Regions from separate parts of the Rattus norvegicus genome. Here regions 1 and 2 are each linked to region 3. A link is a contact called in public Hi-C data. All regions are on one chromosome and are shown on one strand. Each heading gives the region's core, a stretch centred on a gene start, on an enhancer-like site or on the middle of the called end of the contact. The rest is flanking DNA. Distances are from core to core; before and after follow the strand shown. Region 1 has its middle 190 kb from the start of Rdh14. Region 2 has its middle 260 kb from the start of Osr1. Region 3 holds the start of LOC134479278 (U1 small nuclear ribonucleoprotein 70 kDa-like).

Region 1 (2,973 bases), core at 59-2,558, 340 kb before region 3:
GAGTGGCTCTTCAGACAACTCCATCTCTGGTAAATGATACAAATACACTACCAGCTTCTGGGGTGTTTGTTTACTTTCTTCATTTCTTTCCAACCAGGCAGCAACATCTGTGGGAGCGTGGCACGGCTCCTGTGATCTCCAATTGATTCATGTCCCCACATGTGTTAAGAGGGAAGCCATGGGGTAGGATAGTGTCCCTCTGCTCTTTCTGACTGTGGTGGCTTATTTTGGTTTCAACTCAACTGGATCTGGAATCAGCCAAAAGACAAGCCAGTGAACAGTCCAGTGAGGGGTTTCAGAATACCTCAAGTGGGCAGCCAGCACCTTTCCATGACAGCTCAGCTAAAGGTTGGAGGAGAGAAGCTTTGCTTTTGCCTCCTGGCCTTCACACTCACTGGAAACTTCCTTCTGCTTGCTGTTTCATTGCTGCAATGCTTTTGCTGATATTAGGGTTTCACTTTTGCTTCCAGTATGGACTAAAGAGCAGGAGCTCTCTGGGGATGCTCCAGACTATCAGGACCAGATCGCGGTTGCTGAAGCACCCAGCTTCAGACTGAGAAGCTATGGCGATCTCAGATTCTCAGATGTGAGACAGCCATTGGGTTACCCAGACCACATAATGTAAGCCAATATAAAACAAAATGCCTTTTAATATACATTCATGCTATCTATTCTGGTTTTCTAGGCGACCCTGACAAACGCACAGATCAATGCATTTTCTCTGTTGGAGTCAGGTCTTTGCCTGAAGCCCTCGTGCCCGATGCTGGGCTTGATTCAGCCTAGGTCCTTGCTCACGCTCTTACCATTTACACCCACACTTCCCCTGCAGGCACCACCAGGCTCTTCTTCATTTCTATGTATTGTCTACTGGTTATTAACTATAAAAGTTAGCTTCTCTTATATTTTTGGTTGTGAGTCTAGCCTTTAACCACCGAGCCATGATATACAGAGGGTCAGGAATTTGAACAGGGTGTGTAGCAATGGGAGATGGTGAACTGGGGGTAGCTAACAGCAAGTCCCAGAGGCCAGGAAAGCAAGAGGTTCCCAGGACCCAAGGGGTGGTGGGGAACCCATAGAGACCATATCCAGAGGTTAGGCAAGGCCTCTCATTGAGGGATGGGGCCACATGCTTATCTCCAAATTTTTAACCCAGAATTGCTCCTGTCTAAAGTAAATATGGAGAAAAAGTGTGGAACAGAGACTAAAGAAAAAGGCAACCCGAGACTGCCCCACCTGGGGATCCATCCCATATATAGACACCAAGCCCTGATACTATTGTGAATGCCAAGAAGTGCTTACTGACAGGAACCTGATATAGCTGTTTCTCAAGAGGCTCTGCCAGAGCCTGATAAATATAGAGGTGGATACTCGAAGCCAACCATTGGACTGAGCAATTGTACCCAATGGAGGAGTTAGAGAAAGGACTGAAGGAGCTGAAGGGGTTTGCAACTCCATAGGAAGAACAACAATATCAACCAACCAGACCCACCAGAGCCCCCAGGGACTAAACCACCAACCAAAGAGTACACATAGAGGGAGCCATGGCTCCAGTTGTGTATGTAGCAGAAGATGTCATTGTTAGGCGTCAATGGGAAGAGAAGCCCTTGGCCCTGTGAAGGCTTGATGCCCCAGTGTAGGAGAATGCCAGGGTGGGGAAGCAGAAGTGGGTTGGTGGGGGAGCTCCCTCATAGAAGCAGGTGGAGGGGGAATGGGAAAGGGGGAAAGGGAAAAGGGCAAAAGGGATAACATTTGAAATGTATCCAAAAGGGATAACATTTGAAACAGAAAATATCCAATAAATAAAAGTTAGCTTCTTACCCTTTTCTTCAATGACAGCCAGGCTTCTCATGCAAACCCCCACTCACCATAGCTCATCTGTCCATAAACTAAAGAAGGAAAGAACTCGGCACTAACTTCTAGTGTTATGATCAGAAATAATACCTTCCTTTCCTTGACAGTTTGCTCTAAAATGTGTAGGTTCCTTTCTACAATTAAAGGGCAGCTCAAGAAACCGCAAGAGCACAAAGGAAAATGGATGTGCATAAAATATACTTGCCATGCATTTCCTGTCTTTGAGCAACTTAAATGGAATATGAGAGGTACTTTTAAGATTAATTGTATAGAATCCAGAAATAACTGGAGATTTTAGATATAGGCTAGAATATCAATCTGCTGTAATAGTAATGACACTCAGGACCTGCAAATTATGCTTAGTTCATGTTCCTATGAGAACTACAAGGAATAGATTTTAAAATCGATGTATCTGCTCAGTTTTGATATATTTTGAATATAGTATTGGACTCTAAAGCTATGTATTTTTTCATGGAATCCTGGAAGAATCACCTACAATCACCAGTAGGGCCATAGTCAGCTACCATCACTTCAGCCTCACATGCTAGCCTCTCTCCCAGAAATTGGTGGTCAAGTCTCCTTTCTTACCTATTTTGCACTCAGTGAACATTACTGTGTAACTGTGTGAGAGAAGTCAGAATCCCAGGGAGCCATGCTGTCTGGAGCAGATGGGCATGACTTTGCCCCCTGAAGATAGGAAATATCAAGACACAGGCTAATTTTATGACTAGAAATAAACTGGCCATCGAAGGGTAAAGGCCAGCTAGCGTGCTGCTGAGCATTAGGGAGGAGAGGAGAGGAGAGGAGAGGAGAGGAGAGGAGAGGACAGGACAGGACAGGACAGGACAGGACAGGACACCCATGAACAAAGACAACAAATGTGAGCATCCAAGTCTGATTATTCTGCTAAGAGGCCCAAGAAAATGCCATGAAGAAACTCTCAAACCAGTGGAAGGCAGACAGTCACTCATGTTGCTTTCAGTGTTTCCTCTCAGTTCTCTGTCTACAGAGACCTTCGGTTTCTTACATCCTGCATCCTCTGAGATGAAACACTTTTAAGTTGCTAGCATATCAGCCTGTGTGTGGGTGATCCTGACTGAGGGCAAAATTCCTTAATATCCA
Region 2 (3,234 bases), core at 676-3,175, 360 kb after region 3:
TGCACCTCTCCAAAGTTTGGCCACAATGACTGGCCTTATTCACGCCAGGCAGCATTAGCGCTTTGTTAACACTAAGCGGTGGCGCACAGCATAAAGTCTCTCTGTGGTTACCATGTGACTTCATGCAGCTGACATCTGAGCAAAGAAAGTGCCAGAGAAGGTTTGGGCTGTTCTTTATGAGCAAATGGGTGAGGGAAGCAAGAAGAACTTGGCTTCCTGTGGTTTAGGGAGAGATTAGTGGGTTGCTATGGATGCCTCCCTGGTAGAATATGCTAGGACAACGGGGCTACAGACAAGTTTAAATATCAATAATGATAGTGTGGAGCAGGTATGTGTTGTTGATGAATGAGGAAAGCAAGGGGTCACCTCTCAATGGCTTACCTGTCCCCCTGTCTAACTTTCTACAGTTTCTCTAAAAATCGATCACAGTCTAATAGACAACAGCAACGTCAAGATATACTGAAAACAAAACAAAACAAAAAAGTAACTGAGTTGCACCACTCTGGAAGAAGTTGCATGGAGCAAATAGTTCTGTCCTTTGTGCCTTCCACACTGTTCCTCTTAAGACAGTCTGTGGGTATCTGAGACTTTTGCACCTGTTACCCACAAACCAGGGAAGAGAACCGGTTCACATGCAACTGGGTGAATAATGCTGGTAGTTTGTATTTCTTCCAAAGAAAGAAAACCCAACTACTTCAGAGAAAGTTTATTGTGTCCAGACTTCTACATGGAATTTTCCAGAACTCCACAGGAGTTACCACAGGCTGTTCGTTCACATGTGTTTCATACTCTACATTCTGTCTGATGAAACCGCCTTTCATGCAGGACCCTATAGTCTGAGTAGAGCCAGATGGCATGATGTTTCTTTTATTGTTTAACAACAACAACAACAACAACAACAACAACAACAGCGACAACATATTCCTGAAAACAATGCTTCATCCAAAACTGGTTTGGAGCAGCCCCTGATGAAATCAGGGTGACTCTCCCTTGGGCACCTCTCTTGTGTTTCAGGCTTGAAAAGGTCCCATAAAAGGATGCTTCCTCCTATCCTCTCAAATAAGCTTCCTCAAATTCCTCATGGACAAGACCACATCACGACTATGGACAGGTTAGGGAGTATAATTCCTTATTGTGGAGGGCAACCTCCTATCCATTGCTGTATGTTTGACAGCATGGCACCTATATGGCCCTGACCCACTTTCTACTACTCACATTCTACAGCTGTAACAACTGAAAACCTCCCCCAGACTGCACTAGACTGTACACTGGAGGACACCACTCCAGCTGAATAACCACTGAACTAAAAGGATTTTACTGAGGGTCTGTTCTCAGAAACTTGGAAACAAGTAGTGCAGACTATCTTATACTGATAGAATTTCAGATGTGCATCGGCTTAATGACCTTGGAGATCCTGAAGCCATTAACAAAGGTAGCACCTTCTTTGGAAGCAATGCAGTAATCAGTTGTCTTATCAGAATTATGTAGCTGGGAGAGATCATAACCCATAATCACAAGTACTTGGCCCAAATCAGTAGCAGTGTCAAGTGTAAAACCTTCTATTCATTGGAATTCTAGGCCAATGTACTCCCTTAGGGTAAGAGAATGTTTGTTCAAGAAGCAGAAGGGTTATTCTCCATTCTTCGTATGATGAATTGTCAAGCTCAAAACATATAGCTATAAACTCCAGCACCTTAGAGGCCAGTATCTATATGCAGAAGCTCACACAATTTGCAGTCCTACCCCAAAGGTGATGTCATCAGTCAAGGCCTCGCTTGACTCTACACCTCGCTTCCCGTGGTAGGATTTACACTTTCTTGGAGAATGTTGAATTGGCAAAGAATGCTGAAATTGAGCAACAGAGACCCAGGGCAGGCACAAACTATCCTTTAAGAGTAAAACCCCATTCCTGTGTGGTTAGCCATCAGCCAAAATGTGACTGCTTTAGCACTTTTGTGCAGTGTAAAATCATTTAACACGGTATGAGTGAGGGATTCTTTAAATAGACTGAGAGTGAATGACTATTGCAGCTAAAGAGCTGGCTAATGAGCATTGACTTGTGGCAGAGCAGGAACCCGGCAAACACCGGCAGTGGAATGAAACTCAATATTAGGTCTACTGATTGGCTAGGATGACCCAACCTTAGCAAACCAGACACATAGGCATAGATCTCTTGACTTGAGAGTTCTTTTCTTGTCCAGAATATAAATTTTATTTTCTGTTTTTCTTCCTGAAAAGGTATTTTCTTTCTTTCTTTCTTTCTTCCTCCCTTTTTTTTCCTCCTTTTCTTCTTTCTTTCTTTACCTCTTTTTTCTTTCTTTCTTTCTTTCTGCCTTTCTTTTGCAAGAAGTTTTTGTATAATTTTAATCGCATTTACTTATGGGAGAAATATTACAAAACAAAAATAACCAAAGGAAATAAGCATAATTCTAATGTCACTATGCATAATTGTTTATAGTTCTAATATTTCTTTAAAATCTGTTTGTTCAGGTTTTGCAAATAGAGTGCCAGTGTTTCTTATCTTAAAACAAAATATTCCAAACATAAAAATTAGGGCTTCATGAAATTCAACAAGTATCAATGGTTCATGTTATAAAATCACTACTACTGCTAGACTAATATTTTGAATACTTTAGAAACAATATATTATAATAGTTCACATATTACTATTATTTTGTTATTTTTACTTTTTTTTACAATCCAGTTGTTGCCCCCATCGCTGTCTGCTTGCCCACAGTTCCTCATTCTACTCCTCCCCATCTCCAAGAGGATGTCACTGCCTGCCCAGCTGCCCGCCTCCAGGCTTCCCTACTCAATGGGGTCTCAAGCCTCTCAAGGGTTAGGCACTTTTCTCCCACTGAGGCCAGACCAGGCAGTCTTCTGCTGTATATGTGTTGTGGGCCTTGGACCAGCCCTAGTACACTGCCTTGTCTCAGTGTCTGAGAGATCTCAAGGGTCTGGGTTAGTTGAGACTGCTGGTCTTCCTATGTGGTTGCCCTCCTCTTCAGTTTCTTCCAGCCTTTCCCTAATTCAACCACAGGGGTCCCCAAATTCAGCCCAACGGTTGGGTGTATGTATCTGCTTCTGTCTCAGTCAGCTGCTAGTACAGCCTCTCAGAGGACAGCTGTGTCAGGCTCCTGTCTGAAGACACATCATAACACAGTACTGTGAGACCTTGGTGTGCCCACATGAACTGAATCCCAAGTTGGGCCTATCATTGGATCGCCTTTTGTT
Region 3 (3,280 bases), core at 754-3,253:
ATCTTTTTGCTTCCACAGAGAGAATCTTGGCTTCCAGTTATGCCAGTGTGCCAATCTAGTAAACCATTCACTCACTTCTATAATACATAAATGTGTTTCAGTATTGGTAGGCTCTAATCTCATATTTTCTCTATTTATATATTCTTTATTTATTTTTGAGGAGTAAAAGGATTATTTTCTGTTCTATTTTTTCCAGACCAAAGTTAAATGTCCATAGTACTGTGCTCTGTATGTGTTTGTGTTAATTACAAGTCCTGGCACTTGGAACACTGGGAAGAGGAGGTGGAAAGACAGTAAGATCCTGAGAACCAGAGGTCTCCCATTAGAGACAGTCTATCCTAGAATGACTGCCTAAATAAAAACAATTGTTAGACATGCTCATGCAGAAGAAGGACAATCACATGGAGTCCCTGCTGGAGAAAAGGAACTAAAGACAGCTAATGATTGAAGAGAGAGAGAATTAGCCTTTTCCCGGGAGAAGTCTGTATATGTAGCACAAAATAGCTAGCTTTGAAATAATATAAACACAACCAAGAAACAGACTCAGCAGGTTGGAGTTACACACACACATACATACACAGATACATATACATACACATACATAGACCAAACACACACACATACACACATACCTACATACCTACCTACCTACATACATACATGCACACATACATACACACACATACATGCAAACACACACACACACACACACACATATGGACATTCAGGTAGAAGAAGAATAATCAAAGAAATAGAGGCCATCAGCTTGAGAGGGAGTTAGAGCAGGACATGAAAGGAGTTTGAGAGAGGAAAAAGAGGTCAAAATGATATAATTCTATTTTAATTTAAAAATATAATAAATACAATGGTAAAGTTGCATGTTTATATCAGTATTATTTTATTCATTTTAAATAAAGTTGGATTTTCTTCTTTTCCATTTATTCTGAGATTCTCCTCATCATCTTTGTAAATTTTATCTTCCCATTTGTAGAGGCTTGGGAATCCGGAAATCCAAACTAAAAATTATATAATATTAAAGAAATTCTTCATTTTTGTTTATTTTAATTCTTCTCATCTTCCTTTTGCCCAACAAAACATGTTCAAGTGTATATTATTTCCTTATTATCTTATGCTATCTAGTAGCATGGCGCACTGTTTTGCACTATTGTTTCACAAGACTCAGGATATTAATGCCCTCTGCTTTGTTTTTGCAATAGGTTTTAATTGTCAAACACTATAACTATACGGAGAAAGAAGTTTCCTTCAAAGCCTTTTACTTTTCTGGGGCTCCATGTAGAACGGTGTTCTGTAAGTATCGTTAGAAGTTTGAATGAAGAAAACAGATAATAATGATATTTAACTGAGTATATACTAGTCAGTACTCTACTGCACAAAAGTGCCTGCTGTCAGCCTTCAGACTGAAGTTGGTACCCTTCTGTCTTGCATACAATCTCAGTTGATGTTTTGTCCACAGAAATCTTTTACAGTGCCACTCTGAATAAAGGGATCCTTAATCTAACATACCTCTGTAACCCCGTGAGAATATTACATTCCATTTTAGTTGTCCAGCAATTGATTTTATGCCTTGCCAATGTTTGAACACATAATTAAAAGCCTGCAATTTATCGAGATTCCAATCCTTAGCTTGTGTCACAGTACTGTGAAAAGATTATGTCTATGATAACATTTGATGTACTGTTAGACTACATTACACCATGGGCATACTTTCAGTCAGTCTTTTGAGATTTTGAGTTCCCAAATCCTGGGATTCCTGCTTCCCTCTAGTTACAGGATAAAGATGGTTTTGAATTATGTTCTTTGACATCCTGAATCTTGACTGATTTTACTTGTCTGGCAAAGGTTCTATGTGGGCTAACAATTCTTAGTTTTAAATTGTAAAAGAGCAGTTTTTATTCTGTGTCAAATTCATCACTGACAGGAAGGGGGCACCATTGAACAGCTTGTGGAGTTCCTCTAACTAGGTGTAGAAAGGGGTTAGATTAGTCCAGCTGAAACTGGAATCAACAAACTATATTCTCCACCACACTCGGGTCTCCATTTACTCAACATCTGAAATTTGAACTGAAGATGACGCTAAGAATCATCCTTTGCATCTCGTTGTAAATCTGTGCATAGTGCTAACTATTATTCTTATAAATGCCAGGTGAGTTTATGAAAGCTAAGAGTGGTGGTAATGAAGAGCAGAAATGGTTGTTAACTACTTGTCTTCTTGACGTTTATCAGTGTGCAAGCAAAATGAGTATTTATATGTATGTGCATAATGGAGGGTGTGCATATTAGCATGTGTGTGTGTGTGTGTGTGTGTGTGTGTGTGTGTGTATGCACATTGCAATGTCTGCAAGAAGTAAGACTTTATTTTTAAAAAGCATTAACACCAGGAATACACTATTGTTTCCCCTGCGTTGCCATCATTAGATGTTTTATATTAAACTTGTGTCTGAATATCAGAAGACACTAGTGCCTGAAACCACTCATAACCCAGGGGATGTTCAGAACCTGCATAACTTTAAGAGCTGAGTAATGTTAATGTTCAAGTTGATTTAGTGTAAACCTTCCCAAGGTCTCTGACCCAACTTTTTCAGGTATCGAAACTGATCTGATTTTCTTGAACTGTCTGAGCTTAGTGCCACAATCCAGAAATGGAGCTTGTTATTGTCAGAGGTAACCTCAAGATACTTAGTAGTCCAGTTGTAGAAATAAGACTTGGGCTGCCTTGGAAGGTGTATAAATCTCTAGCCAAAATGAGAGAAGGGGGAGCCATTTGCTTTTAACCACAGTCCGCATGAGAATGGAATTTCCAAACAAACTTTTATCTCTTAAAACTCATTGCTGGTGGTAGTTATAAAAATGAGTGGTTAAGGCAGCTGGGGAATCTATCCCTTTGATTCTTCAAAGTGTTTTCTCATCACTGCTGAAGGGACATTTCCCAAGGAGCCAGGAGGAGGCAGCTGTGTGTTGTTTGTCCAGAGTGTCACACAGCTTTCTCTAGGGTTTCCCCATCAGTCTGCCTTTCTAAAATCACCAATTTTCTCCCTGTGATGGTTCACCAAGGTTGGGGGGGGGGTCATGAAGGAGGCCTGAGAGGACATATTTGCTTTATCTGTGGAGGAAAATCATCCTGCCCTGTTCTTATTGTACTGCATAGAAAAACTTTCAGAAGTCAAAAAGAAATGCTTCTTCTCTCACTGCATTTGCCTTGTGGCTTATGCCATGAAGATTGGTGCCATGTTCTTTCCTCTGCATAGGTTATAATGAGTTG

The links. Hi-C and Micro-C count contacts between places; a contact is called where the count stands out from the background.
Region 1: a contact with region 3 is called in a Hi-C map of Schwann cells, with 12 times the contacts expected there. The contact joins the enhancer-like site here to the promoter of LOC134479278 in region 3. A contact is called at or near these places in 4 of 12 Hi-C or Micro-C datasets (the Rat2 cell line, Schwann cells, kidney and 1 more).
Region 2: a contact with region 3 is called in a Hi-C map of the A7r5 cell line, with 4 times the contacts expected there. The contact joins the enhancer-like site here to the promoter of LOC134479278 in region 3. A contact is called at or near these places in 2 of 12 Hi-C or Micro-C datasets (the A7r5 cell line and Schwann cells).

The regions. Positions count from the first base shown.
Region 1 is chr6:39,062,491-39,065,463 of GRCr8, reverse strand. No RefSeq gene overlaps it. Among named protein-coding and RNA genes, the nearest start is that of Rdh14, 190 kb to the right of the region's middle. Within about 2 kb of position 1,308, at least 1 of the 93 cell types and tissues checked has an H3K27ac peak or open chromatin away from gene starts, as enhancers often do.
Region 2 is chr6:38,356,327-38,359,560 of GRCr8, reverse strand. No RefSeq gene overlaps it. Among named protein-coding and RNA genes, the nearest start is that of Osr1, 260 kb to the right of the region's middle. Within about 2 kb of position 1,925, at least 3 of the 93 cell types and tissues checked have an H3K27ac peak or open chromatin away from gene starts, as enhancers often do. A contact at or near this core is called in the A7r5 cell line, where this site is marked.
Region 3 is chr6:38,718,235-38,721,514 of GRCr8, reverse strand. LOC134479278 (U1 small nuclear ribonucleoprotein 70 kDa-like) reads left to right here and starts at 2,003. Exons shown (of 2, transcript XM_063262716.1): 1 at 2,003-2,164. The coding sequence starts at 2,158.